2 separate regions of the Sus scrofa genome follow, and region 1 is linked to region 2. The links are chromatin contacts, called in public Hi-C maps. All regions are on one chromosome and are shown on one strand. Each heading gives the region's core, a stretch centred on a gene start, on an enhancer-like site or on the middle of the called end of the contact. The rest is flanking DNA. Distances are from core to core; before and after follow the strand shown.

Region 1 (7,119 bases), core at 3,817-6,316, 47 kb after region 2:
AGGCCATGTCTAGGATAGGGCTCCCTCAGCATCCTCAGCAGAAGCCAGACCACGGGAAGGGTGAGCAGCTGGGAGGGGGCCTTGTTCTCACCTCCACCTGGCAGAGAAGGGTGTGCTTGTATGCCTCTGACAACTCCCCTTCACTGGAAGCCTGTGAGAAGCAGAAGCCATGGGGTGGAGGAAATGAAAAGAGTCAAGGGCCTGGCTAGAGGGTGAGGAAGTGATTCACCGGGAAAAGACTGGAGCTGACTGTAGATGTGAAGGGCCTGGGAAAGAGGAGGTGAGTCCGGGGTGACAGCTGACTGAGATGGGCTGAAGGGGAGCCAGCAGAGAACCTGGCCGGGGGCCTGCTTGCTCGGAAAGAACAAGGGTGAGTTGGAACTGTGGGATGTTCTGGGGTCCTTCCCTTCCTGGACGTCCTCCTTCCTTGACTTTTGGTGGCAGCTTTGCCTCCGAGTCTGTGAGGCTGTGAGCTGACCCCTCCCTGTCCCCCCTCTGTCCTCCAGGGCTCAGTGCTATCCGAAAGGGACTACGAGAGCCTCGTCATGATGCGCATGCGCCAGGCCGCTGAGCGGCAGCAGCTGATTGCCCAGATGCAGCAGGAGGAGCAGGCGGGGCAGCCCACCTAGCCTCCTACCCCAAGCCTTCCCACCCTACAGCCCTTTTCTTACACATCACCAATAAACTTTTCTTTTTTCTTTCTGTTTTTTTTTTAAGAGTCTACCTCTATGGCATACATAGGTGTAGGGTGCAGGCTTGCCCTGTGCATGGCCCCAGTTTCTGGGCTTTGCCTCGGAGGGCCCTACCCAGGCCTGGCTGTCCTTCCTGGGGAGTGGGCAGACCCCCAGGGAGGTACTCCAAGCAGTGAGAGTCAGTGGCCAGAAGAGCAGAGGAGCAACCACTCATCACAGTTCTTTATTGGCTTGGACTAGCTATGCAGGACCCACCTGCCCAGTCCTGGAGCCATGCCATGCGGCGGACAACCAACTCACTGCCAGGGGCAGCCTGGCTCTTGCCAGCCCCTCAGTCTGCCACAGGACAGGGTCTCCTCCAGGCCCTGCACCAGGTCTGAAGCTGGAGGGGCAGCTGGGGCACCAGGACCAGGGGCTCTGCTCTCCCCCACAGGCCAAGGCAGGTTTCTGAGAAGGCCATTCATTGCCAGTGGTGCTGGGTGGAGGAAAATGACGATTTGTGAAGAACGGGCAGGATAGTAAGTGAGGCAGGGGCTTGGGGTCGGCACCCGTGGCAGCCATTCCAAAGAAGGGGTGCCAGTCGCTCTTCATTGTGAGAGGGTCACTCCTTGTGCAGGCACCACACCAGCGTCTGGCCCACCCCTGTCATGCTCAGCACACGGAAGCCCCTACGTTCCAGCTTGTCCAGGACTATTCGAGGAGGGTCGTTGACATAGTACTCACAACTGCCAAGAGAAGAATTGTGGTATGAGGAGGTACGCAGTGCAGCCCCATGTACAGACCCAGTTTCTGCTGCAGATCAGGCCTGATCAGGGATACTCCTACCAGGGACTGAGGTTTTCTGGGTGCCCAGCTGACTACGCATTCGCTGCCCCCTCACCTGCTAAGCACTTTGCATCATCTCATTTATTCCTCCCAACAACCTCAAGCAGGTACTACAGTTGTGCCCATTTTATAAGTGAGCAAACAGAGGGGTAAAGCGGCTTTCCCGATGTCATCCAGATAGTAGAACCTGCAACAGGCCACATGCCCGGGGTTACTGACCATTCAGCAGGAGCGGCCTCCTCTCCCTGACCTCTGCCCTCTTGCTGCCTGGCTGTCCTACAGTCATGAACGATAAGGTTGGCCCCCAAGAGCTCCTTCCTCTGGGTGCCACTCCCTAGCATGGAGAATTCTTGGTTTCCCTTCTTTCAGGGTTAATTGGTTCTAAAGGGCCATTGAGCATATAAAGGGCTGGCCATGTCAGAGACAAAAACCTCCTGGCAAAGGGATGGAGTTGGCTTAAGCCCTCTGACCCTGACCAAGGGGCTGGGACCAGCTTGCCTCCTCCGCCTTCTTTTAACTGGGGGGAACTCTGGCGATTCTTCTCAGGAGTTCGAGCCTGTGTAGCCAGGGTTTTTCCTTCCTACAGGGTAGGAAGGAGCGAGGGACAGAAAAGGAAGCAGCAGGCACTGTTTAGACTTTGGAGCTCTTATGAAGGAGGCCAAGGGATGTGGCCAAGTCCCCAAGCATCAGCTGAAGTGGAAGCAAGACCCATGTTTCTAGGGCTTAGCTTTGTCACTCAACCAGCTCTTCAAGGCAGAGGCCTTTCTCTGTGCCTGTCTTTGCCTCCATGGGGTCTAGCTTAGAAATGAGAGAACAGGGCAAGGAGCAGCCCATTTGGGAGTCCTGTACTCAGGGACCTGGCCTCTGTTCTGGGACTTTGTCCAGGGGTTCTCTTGGGAAGGGAGGGCCAGTGGGAAGACTCTCAGATCAGGCCTGGGGGGTTGTGGGAGAGCGGGCAGATGGAGCCCACCCTACAGAGGACAGAGCCCCAGGATGCAGTCAGAGGGGCCCTGAGGCTGGGCAGTGGCATTGTCCTGGGCTTGGTGGTTGTGTAATAGGAACAAGGGCAGGACTCGGGGCTGGCAGGGAGAAGATCCTTAGGAATACTACTACTTACAAGTTGTTTCCTAGGACACTTCTTTTTGAGGCTCCTAGATGCTGCATCAGTTCTGGATCCGAGTGCTCATCACCCACCATGGTGGGGCCCACCTCCTGCAAGGTAAGCCACAGTGGCTGCTTGGCTGGCTGCCAGATAGAGGTAAATGATCTCACCTCTCCTTCCTCCCCTGCCTGCTGGCTCTGAGCCACCTTCAGTTAAAGGCTGGAGAGGAAGGGAAGGAATCTTGGGTCTAAACACAAGCTGGGAAGGGGTGAAGTCCACCAGTGATGAGACTGAGCAGTGTGGGCTCCCTGTCCCCTCTTAGCTGGGCAATACCTAACTACTGGCACGTTCATGCCAGGCACCATCACCCGTATCTGTGTATCAGAGTCACCTGGAGAATAGAGAAATGAGGACATATGTCCACAGGACAGCTTGCACACAAATGTTCACAGTAGCATTATTCATGATAACCAAAAGGTGAAAACCAAAAGTAATGAACAGTGGATAAATAGAATGTGGTAAAGCAATTCAATGGAATTTTACTTGACAATAAGAAAGAATGAGTACTGGAATTCCCTGATGGCTCAGCAGGCTAATGATCTGCTGCTGTCGCTGCTATGCCTTGGGTTTCAGCTGTGGCACAGGTTTGGTCCCTGGCCCGGAAACTTGTGCATGCCTTGGGAGCAGCCCCCAAAAAATAATGAGTACTGATGCATATGAATGAACCTTAAAAACATCATGTAGGTGAAAGAGACCGCATATTATGACAGAAAGTAAATGAGTGGTTACCTGGGGTTGAGGGGCCCAGGAGCAATGAGGAGTGACAGCTGAGGTACAGGGTGTAGGTACAGGGTTTCTTTTCAAGGTGATGGAAAAGCCTAAAGTTGCCTATGGTGATGGTTGCACAATTCTCAATAAACCAAAACAAAACCCACTGCCATCGAATTGTATACTTTAAATTGGTGAATTCTATGATTATATGTATTTTATGTCAATAAAACTGTTATTTGCCTGAGAATCACTGAGTTCCCAAGCTTCAGGCTTAAAGAGTGCTTCTAGAGGTTTGTCAAGAGACCCAGAAGCATACATTTTAACAACTACACAGCTGACTGGGTTTTTTGTCTGTTTGGTTTTGGGTTTGTTTTTGTTTTTTGTCTTTTTAGGGCAGCACCCAGGGTGTTTGGAGGTTCCCAGGCTAGGAGTCAAATCATAGCTTTAGCTGCCGGCCTACCCCACAGCCACAGCAACACAGGATCTGAGTGGCATCTTCTGCCTACACCACAGCTCACGGCAACATGGGATCATTTTAACCCACTGAGCAAGGCCAGGGATCAAACCTTCGTCCTCGTGGATGCTAGTCTATTCGTTTCTGCTGCCCCACAATGGGAACCCCCTAACTGGTTCTTAAAACACTGTGACACTGCCAAGACCCCTCCTGTCCAATGGTGAGCCCACCTGCTATTTCCTGCATCCCAAGGGAGCTGGGTACTCTCTGATGGACCCTCCAAGCCCTGGGGAGGGAGAGGGCAGAAGAACAAACATCCTGCTGCCCATCTGGGGGACCCAGTCATATTCAGAAACTAATAGGGGATTCCTGGAGCGGCCAGCATCTTCTTTTTTGCAGAGTAAACTGAAAAGGGGCGTGGCTTTTGATGGTGCCTGGTTTTCTTAAACCTCTAACCCCATGGGCTGTCTCTGGTTCTTCTCTTCCTTTCCTAAGGCCTCAGGGAGAGCTTTTCCTGGAAGTGCCTAAGGGTGCAGCTAGTAGCTGTGGGTGAGGTCACTTGGCACAGGTGTTTGAGCATCTTCATCCTTTCCTTTCCCAAACCTCTTTCCCTTGGGTTAGTCCCCACCCCATGCCGCGCATAGCGGTTCTGTGTAGGGCAGTGGATGCTGCACGTGTGAGACCGGAACTTCCTGGGTCCCCCCGGAGTCTCCGATCTCCTGCAGGCAGGTAGGACTGGAGCCGCAGGCGCCTGCAGCTTGCTTGGTGGCGGGGAGGACATGCACCTGGCCCCCTTCGCGGCCTTGAGGCGCCGGGCCGCAGGAGCTCGCAGAGTCCCTGGATCCCGCCTGGGTTCGATCCACAGCCTCCCTCCCCCGCGGGCCGGGGGGCGTGTCCCGGGTAGCTTCCGGGTCCAGCCTTCAGAGGGCATGGCCCTGGATAGAGGCACCAATGTGCGGTCTGCAGCGCCGTCCTGCCCCCCCCCGCCCCCCGGCTCTCTCCCTCCACCCCATGCTCCTGGCCGTGGCCCCGGCCCAACGCCAACTTCCAAGAACAGCGGACAGATAACTAACTCACCATGCGGATCTGGGTGCTGATGAGCAGGTAGGGCATGGTGGGCACGACCCGGCCGGGCTACCTCTCTGCCCTTTAGGCCAGCGCGGACTCCAGCCGCTTGTACTTGGTCTGCAACCCTCCGCCCGGAGTCCGGTTACTCTGGCTGTGGCCTCCGGCGACGCCAATCCCAGAGCGCCTAGTCCGTGACCGCCAGCGGCCGACCAATCAGGAACGTTTGCCCGTGACGCGCCCCGAAGCTCAGCGATTCGGGTCCTGCCCCCTACCCTCCTGCTACGCACTGGGACCCGCCCAGCCAGCTACCTTCTTCCTCAGATCTTCCGGAGACCAGGAGGGGGCTGTGTGTTGGGGAGGCCGCCCCTGCACCCCCGCACTGAAGGCTGGGGTAGCCCGCCGGGCTCGGCTGGCTGGGGGGCCGTGGCGCTCTGCTCGCTAGTTGACTTTGCACTCTGTTACTGCAACGCCTGCAGAGTAACAGGTTCCAAAGTCGTGCTGGTCCCTCCTACCCCCCCACCCCCCCACACCACCACCACCACCCAGTGAAATGGAGCAGGGAGCAAATAGCGACCCTACTGAGGCTTCCTAAGCTCCTGCCTATCCCACCCAGTGACGTTTCTAAAGCATTTAGCGGATCCCCACTTCCTGGCCCCAAGACTGTCTCCTGAGATTCCTTCAGTGCTTCAGCAATTGCTTTGGGTGCACTTACGCATTCCCGCCTCTGACTTTAATTCTTAGTACAGCGGCGGAAGCTTGCACTTCTGTGGCCCTGTAGGTAAATCCGTAAAGGGAACTGAGCGGTTGGCTGAGCTCCAGGCCTGAAGGGACTAAAACTAATGGAATCTGGACCTCAGTTCTCAGAGCTTCCCTCGAATCTGGAGAGACCCGGCACCATGAGCAAGAGATCACAAGGCAACATTTGGGGGAAAAAAAATTTCCTCACACAAGCCACCAAAGAGAGAGCAGCGAGTTTAACTCCCGTTTCCACCCCCTCATCTGGATGTATCAAAATCTGACAGCTCAATTTTTTTTTTTTTTTTTTTTTTTTGCTTTTTTGCCTTTTTAAGGCCGCACCTGCAGCATATGGAGATTCCCAGGCTAGGGGTCTAATCGGAGCTGTAGCCATTGGCCTACGCCAGAGCCACAGCAACGCCAAATCGGAGCTCCGTCTGCAACCCACACCACAGCTCACGGCAACGCTGGATCCTTAACCCACTGAGCAAGGCCAGAGATGGAACCACAACCTCATGATTCCTAGTCGGATTCGCTTCCGCTGCACCACGACAGGAACTCTGGACAGAGCAACATTCTTTATCTGCCTCGTTGTGATTGGTTCTCTAAAAAGCAAAGCCAAATGAAGACAGGCTGTAACCTTCCCTCCCAGGCCCCTGAAAAATCTTCATTTCACCGAAGGACACTCATAGGGCATGCTCAGAACTTTCAGCACAGTGATGGATGTGAAGAGAGGTACAAGGAAAATGGAAAATTGTAATCCTAAAGAATCCTTACTGTTTATTATCCTCTACTCTCTAACCCTATTATCTACCTCCAAGACCAACAGTTTAGCTAGAAAGAAAAGACATGTTTGTGCTCAAAAAAGGATTTGGTAAACTGACAAATGATCAATGCCCAGGACATATAGAGAATGCATGCCAATTAGAAAAAGATAAATGAGTAGAAGAAACATGGGCAAGTGACTCCAGTAGGCACTTTTCAAAAGAGAGAGTGGAAATGACCAACAAACATATAACATGATGTTCAATATCATTAGAAATCCCAGAAATGCCAGTTAAACCCCAATGAGATACTGCTTTACAGATTTCCCAAAAGATAAGAAATCAAAATTTGTAAGCATCATATATTGGGTGAAGATGTCTAACAACTGAAACATTGTTGGGGGGATTCTCTTGTGGTGCAGCAGGTTAAGGATCTGGCATTTTCATGGTAGCAGCTCAGGTCACGGCTGTGGTGCAGTTTCCATTCCTGGCCCAGGAAATTCCATTTGCCTCAGGCATGCCGCTTCTGCCCTCCCTGCCAAAAAAAGAAAAGAAATATTACTGTTAGGATTGCAAATTGTTATAGACTGATACAATCACCTTGGAAAACAAATTGGCATCACCTAATAAAGTTTAAGATATGCATCACTGTGACCTACCAAACCTCTCCTAGATAAACCTAGGAAAACTCACTGACCACAGCACTGT
Region 2 (6,543 bases), core at 3,157-5,656:
GCCCCCTGATAGCTGCCACTTGTTCCTCATCCACTGCATCGCCTCAGCACCTTCTTCATGGCTCTGGACAAAGCTCGACAGACTCCTGAGCACAGGGCCCCCCAGCCCCTGACCCAGTCTGGCAGGGAGTACAGCAGCCACTGGGCAGAGCTTGGCCTGGGGGTGGGAGTTGAGGGCCTGCCCACTGGACAAGAGTGAGCCACTCCCCAGCCTCTACCTTTATCTGGGTCCTCTCCTCGAAGCACAGCCAGGCGCTTGGCAAGGGCCAAGATCCGCTCCTGCCTTGTGTTCTCCTCCCGAAGTTCGACTGCTGCCTCAGCCAGAAGCCTGCTCTTCTCCTCCTCCAGGGACCCGGTGGCTTGCCCCTCAGAACTGGCACTCTGGGCCCTTGGGCCCCCCTGGTTGAGGTCATTCTGGGTAGAGGCAGCTGGAAAGAGTGAAGCAGGTGGGCAGACATTTCAAGATCTCCCATCAAAACCACTGAGCCCATAGGTCATCAGCTTTTTGTTTAGCAGTAGCTCCTGTGGTCTATATTGCACATGAGTATTTCCTCCATTTTCCCAAATGTAAAAAACCAGTCATCTTAGACAGTAAAAAAAAATTACACCTATTTTCACCCACATGATATTTTAACATCCTGCCCTTAGGGTGGGTTGCCCCATGGTAATGAGAATCACTGCCTGAAAGGAGCAGGATTGGGGAGGCCAAGGTCCAGCCAGTCTCTCTCCCTTACTGGTTGGAATCAGAAATGACATGAAGGAAGCTGAGGCCTTGTATGTCACTAGATGGTAAGAATTTTATGAGTGGGTGTGGTTCTGACATGGTCCCCTTTAGCTCAGAGTTTCAGAGCAAGAGGTTTGAAAGCAGACAGCTTTGAGTTCAAGTCCCACCTTTGCTACCCTCACGGATACTAGTCAGGTTCTTAACCTGCTGAGCCACAACAGGATCTCCTATGCTCTGATTTATATTCATCTCCCAGAGGGTGGGCAGCAGAGCCTCCCCCAACCTGAGGAGAGTGAGGGGCAGGTCCCTGGGGGAGCCGGGTGGAGAAAATACCTGGGCTTCCTCGTTCCCGGTGCTCATCAATAGCCACCTCCGCTGCTAACTGTGTCAGCAGATCCTGTGCCTGCTGGGCCTGGGTCCTAGTGTCTGGTGGCTGATGTGTCTGCTCAGAAGAGGGAGACTTAGTGGGGAGCAGGGTAGGGGAAAAGCCACACCATAAAGTTCAAAGCAGTTTGGGTCAGGGGTGGATGCTGAGTAATTCGCAAAGCTCAGGGTAAGGGGACTAATCCAGAGGCCATGTAATCAAGTAGGTCTGGCAGTCCCCAGCAAGACAGGATTGTGCTCTGTGCAATCCTGCTGCTCATCCCTGGTTCCCTGGCCTGGCAGCAGGCCTGAGGAGCACAAGGTACTCCTGCAAAATATATAATATACTTGCATCAGGGCTTCTGCTGGGTCCTGTTGCAGGATCTCTATCCTCCAAAGCCACAGCACTCACCCACTGAGGGGTCTGAGAAGATGGAACTCTATCCTGCAGTGCAGCAAGCCGTGCTTCCATCTCCCGGGTGGCAGGGATGGAACCCTGGGGTTCATCCCTCAGTGCAGCTAGCCTCGCTTCTATCTCTGCCTGAGAGGGCACTGACTCTGCAATTAGCATAGGGGAGCCTTGTAAGATCCAGAGGAATACGAGTCCCAGGAGCCCCGGATGATGTCTGTCCCCTACTCACTGGGCTTGTTCTCCCGGCGGAGCCGTGCTAGGCGCTCAGCAATGACTTGGTCTTGCTGGGTCAGTCCATGGCTCTGGGGAGTGCTGGGCTTCTGCTTGGCTTCCAAGGCTGCCACACGCCTGGCAGGATATGAGATAAAGGCTCTTTTTTTTTTTTTTCTTTTTTTCTTTTTAGGGCTGCACCTTTGGCATATGGAAGTCCCCAGGCTAGGGGTCAAATCAGAGCTACAGATGCCGACCACAGCCACAGCCACAGCCACACGGGATCCAAGCCATGACTGTGACCTATACCACAGCTCACGGCAACGCTGGATCCTTAACCCACTGAGCAAGGCCAGGGATCAAACCCGAGTCCTCATGGATACTGGTTGGGTTCATTACTGCTGAGGCACAATGGGAACTCCAAGATAGAGCCTCTTGAAGAATGCAGAAGGGAGGCAGGAAGGCACCCACTCACTGCTTCCCACTCAAATCATTTCTAGGCAGATAAGGAGGCCTTCAGTGGACATTCTTCTGTGGCCCTCGCTCATGGCACCCTGCACCCTAACCCAGCCAATGAGCAGGAGGGTCTAGCTGAGAAGGCGAGGTCTATTAGGAACGTTTTGTGGAGAAAGGACTGAGGAGCTGCTTTCTGCACCCAAAAGGGCAGTCAGGAGCCTGAGAGATACATATTTTCCTGACCCTGTGCTCATTTGATCTAGAGGCTGAGAAGAGAGTCCTACCCTAGAGCTCCCTTGTCCTTTCCCCACCCCCATTTGTCTCTGTCCCTTTAGCACTTACTTCTTATAGTTCTGAGGTGGTGACCACTTGGAGGCATTGGCAGGAGAAGATCCTCTATAGAGAAGAAATCTGGTGTCAGAAGCCACCTGCCATCTGCCTATCAGTGCCCCCCACCCCAAACACTTCCTGGGCTGACCTCTAGACACGGAGCATGAGGCTGCAAGGCCTTGCCAGCTGCCTGCTTCCATGCTTGGCTGAACCCTCACCTGTGTTGGTTTCTCACCTGGTCAGGACCTCATGGCACTGCTTGCAGACTTTCTGTTGCGTGTTTCCAGCCCGGGGCACCACTGCACTGAAGCTAAGGCAGCCGGAACAGAACGCCCGGCCACAGTTCTTACAGCCGTACTACAAGAAACATGAAGCAGGGGGTCCACCTCTCACTCCCCCCTGCAGGCTCCTCCCTGGAACTCTCTGAACACACACACAGAACAGGCACTGAAACTGTAACCAGCTGCTGAGAGGAGAGGAGTGGGGCCCCTAAGGCCTGGGGAGAGACAGGGGTGGAGGGTAAAGCAATTCCTCAGTCTCCAGTCTTCCATTCAAATCAGGTAAAGCTTCATGCAAAATTCTCATGCTTTCTCCTCTAATTCCCTGACATTGGGGTGCAGAAGACAAACAGGCAAAAGACCATGCTTCAGGTCACTGACTCTTCAGCAAAGGAGCAATAAAGTGCAGAGTCCATGCCTTCTCTGCTCTAGCAGAGATGGAGGGCGGCTTGACTAGGATGGGATGGTAACAAAAGCCTCCATTATTAAGCACCTATTGTGTGCCAGGCTCTAAGCTCAGTACTCAACGTTCATCACATAATTTAATTCTGACAATTTACACACACTATCTTACTTAATCCTGATGATCACCATTCTTATTCTATTGGGATAATAGGAAGGGATCAGCAAAGTTACATGACTTGTCCAAAGCAAGTTCACCCCATGAATGACAGCAGAGCTCAAATTTGAATTCTGATCACTTTGACTCCAAAACCCAGGTTTCTGAGGGCCACACGGATCTACTTCACCACCTGCTATTCATTCATCCTATCTGGTCGCAATGGAGGCAGAGAAAGCCTGCAGTTTACCAGAGGAACTTGACAGGTCAGTGCTGAGGACAAGTGAGATTCTGCCATGGTGCCCTGGGGGCAGAAGATAAGGTGGTAATCTAACTCAAGAAAGCAGGGAAGGCTGCTTGATGGTGAAGGTTTCAGAGCAGAGAAAAAAAACGGGCATGGTGTGATGGAGAGGTCAGTCACAGAGCATTAACTAAAGTCCAGGCTTCAGATGGGTAGGCTAGAGAGAAGGAAACAGCTGAACCCTACACTTGGTGGACAGAAAAACCTAGCTTTCCAAAAATGACAGGGGTTCGCTTCACAGTTTACAAAGAACTATCACCTCCTGGACCTCACTGGACCCTCGCATCAACCCCAACGGAGTGTTAACTTCATTCTACAGAAACGGAAACTGAAGCTGAGTGGCTTCATCAAAATCAGACAGGTGGAAATTTTCCGTAAAACCAAGAATGCAAGTCCTATGCATTTCCCTCCTCTCTGCGTCCTCCTTGGCCCTCTAGACCCCCGGGGAGAGAAGACTCGCCTCCTTTTTGAAGATGGTGAACTTGACAGCGCAGCCGTAGCACCTACTCTCCATCCTGGTTCCCGGCGTAACAGGGTCTGCAGAGTTGATTTCTTGTGAGTCAGGTCCAGAAGCCCTAGGACCTTCGCCCAGCCCCGCCCCTGCTTCCCCACGCCCACTTGCGCGCGAGAGCCAAGGCCTCGGAGCAAGGAATTACGACAGTCACCCCTGCGGGAGAGCAGTAGTGGCGTGCGCGGACGCTGCTGGGAGTCGTAGTTCTTTCACCCCTGCCAACTTCTCTCAGAGGCAGTCAAGCCTGGCTGGCCCAGATCACGACATTTCCCAGGGGGCTAAGCGCCATTCAGCTGGCTTGGGATCCAACTGTCCCCGGTCCCGACACGCTTAGACTCCTGGGAGTTGTAGTACTAATCCAGTCAGGATTGGAACCATGGCGGTGACCAAAGAGCTCTTACAGATGGATCTGTACGCGCTGCTAGGTATCGGGGAGAAGGCGGCGGACAAAGAGGTGAGAACTGGAGCGAGGAGGGCCGTTCCCGAGCGACCTGGCGACTCTTCCGGTCTTGGCCTCTCTCCCGAGGCTGGCACCACCAGCTTTCCAGGTTCGACCCGGCCCTGGGTGTTTGGCAACGAGGGGTCGGCCCGACGGCCTCAGAAGCGGGTTCCGAGACCTTTCCTAGTGGTCTGAGGACTTCATGAGGAAGAGAGAGCACAGGAAGGAGGTTCTTTGAGTGGAGTACGGTACTGACGTCTCCCCGTGGCCCTTGTCTAAAGGAGGCGGCATAGCCAGCCAGGCGGGCAATCTTTGCTTCCTCACTGCGCCTGCGCAATGTCAGCTTCTGATTCTGCTACACTGTGCAGACGTGAGTCATTCATTCTCTCCAGCAGGTTGATTTAACTTCGCTTAGAGCCTAGGAGAGGACAGGTCTTAAGGCTTCTCCATTCCCTCTTCATCCCCTCCTTGGCAGTGTGACCTATGACTCTGCCATCTCTGTTTTCTTTTACACCCCAGCCCATTGACTCTTCAAGTAGCAGTTGCTCAGGTGTTGTCCTCTCAGCATGTTCTAATGGGTCAAAAGCAGGATCAGAAGGGTAAGGCAAATGGCCTGGAATTCCACAGGAAGGTGTTGATAAATGCGCGAGAGGAGTTCCCACTGTGGCACAGTGGGTTGAGAATGCCACTGCAGCGGCTCAGGTCGCTGTGGAGGTACGGGTTTGCCTCCAGGCCAGGCACAATGGGATAAAGGATCTGGCGTTGCTGCAGCTGCCCTGGGAGGAACTTCCATATGCTGTGAGTGCAGCCATTAAAAATTAAAATAGGGGAGTTCCCGTGGTGCCTTAGCGGAAACGAATCTAACTAGCATCCATGAGGACGCAGGTTTGATCCCTGGCCTCGCTCAGTGGCTTAAGGATCTGGCGTTGCTGTGGGCTGTGGTATAGTTCACAGATGCAGCTTGGATCTGGCGTTGCTGAGGCTGTGGCATGGACCCCTAGCCTGGGAAATTCTATATGTCATGGGTGTGGCCCTAAAAAAAAAAAAAAGATTAAAAAAGGAAATTTCCATTGTGGCTCAGCAAGTTATGAACCCGAATAGTATCCATGAGAATGAGGGTTGATCCCTGCCTTCCCTCAGCGGATTATGGATCTGGCGTTGCCATGAGCTGTGGTGTAGGTAGCAGGTGCAGCTTAGATTCTGCATTGCTGTTGCTATGGTGTAGGCCAGCAGTTGCAGCTCTGATTCGACCTAGCCTAGGAACTTCCATATGCTGCATGTGCATAAAAAATAAAATAAAAAGCAAAAAATATGTATATAATAATTTTTTATTTATTTTTATTTTTATTTATTTTTTATTTTTTGTCTTTTTGCTATTTCTTTGGGCCGCTTCCGCGGCATATGGAGGTTCCCAGGCTAGGGGTCGAATCGGAGCTGTAGCCACTGGCCTACGCCAGAGCTACAGCAACGCAGGATCTGAGCCGAGTCTGCAACCTACACCACAGCTCACGGCAACGCCAGATCGTTAACCCACTGAGCAAGCGCAGGGACCAAACCCGCAACCTCATGGTTCCTAGTCAGATTCGTTAACCACTGCGCCACGACGGGAACTCCAATAATTTTTTAAAAATATGCCAGAGTGGGACACTGATCAAGCTGCAATTAAGATTTCTACTACTTTCCCCTGGATTGTCATGGTAGTTGTAGCAATGTGGGAAAGGGTGGCAGGTGATTCATCAGATGGAAATTAATGCCTACAAATGCCCATGTACTTTTAGGTGGCTCTGCTCATAGGCTGAGTGAGCTTGTGAGAAGAGGAAGCTCTGGGGCAAAAGAGCAAGGGGACCGATAAGGCCCTTGAGGAGGGTTGCTGTCAGCCTGCACAGAACTGTTTCCTACAGCTACAGCTGAAATTAGAAGTGGGCCATGGGGACATGCATAGAGCACCAAATGCATCTGCT

What was found. Hi-C and Micro-C count contacts between places; a contact is called where the count stands out from the background.
Region 1: a Hi-C map of liver shows a contact between it and region 2, with 4 times the contacts expected there. The contact joins the promoter of GCHFR here to the promoter of DNAJC17 in region 2. A contact is called at or near these places in 1 of 5 promoter capture datasets (fetal skeletal muscle) and 4 of 47 Hi-C or Micro-C datasets (heart right ventricle, liver and skeletal muscle).

The regions. Positions count from the first base shown.
Region 1 is chr1:130,558,532-130,565,650 of Sscrofa11.1, forward strand. It overlaps GCHFR (GTP cyclohydrolase I feedback regulator), which reads right to left and starts at 5,067. Exons shown (of 3, transcript NM_001243443.1): 1 at 4,922-5,067; 2 at 2,635-2,729; 3 at 692-1,417. The coding sequence starts at 4,957. The coding sequence ends at 1,294. DNAJC17 (dnaJ homolog subfamily C member 17) reads left to right here. Exons shown (of 11, transcript XM_001929383.4): 11 at 507-702. The coding sequence ends at 629. It overlaps C1H15orf62, which reads right to left and starts at 1,015. Exons shown (of 2, transcript XM_005659744.3): 1 at 1-1,015.
Region 2 is chr1:130,512,319-130,518,861 of Sscrofa11.1, forward strand. DNAJC17 (dnaJ homolog subfamily C member 17) reads left to right here and starts at 4,407. Exons shown (of 11, transcript XM_001929383.4): 1 at 4,407-4,597. The coding sequence starts at 4,520. ZFYVE19 (abscission/NoCut checkpoint regulator) reads right to left here and starts at 5,625. Exons shown (of 12, transcript XM_001929402.5): 1 at 4,545-5,625; 2 at 4,093-4,169; 3 at 2,730-2,851; 4 at 2,507-2,560; 5 at 1,728-1,846; 6 at 1,499-1,644; 7 at 1,057-1,165; 8 at 218-427. The coding sequence starts at 4,146.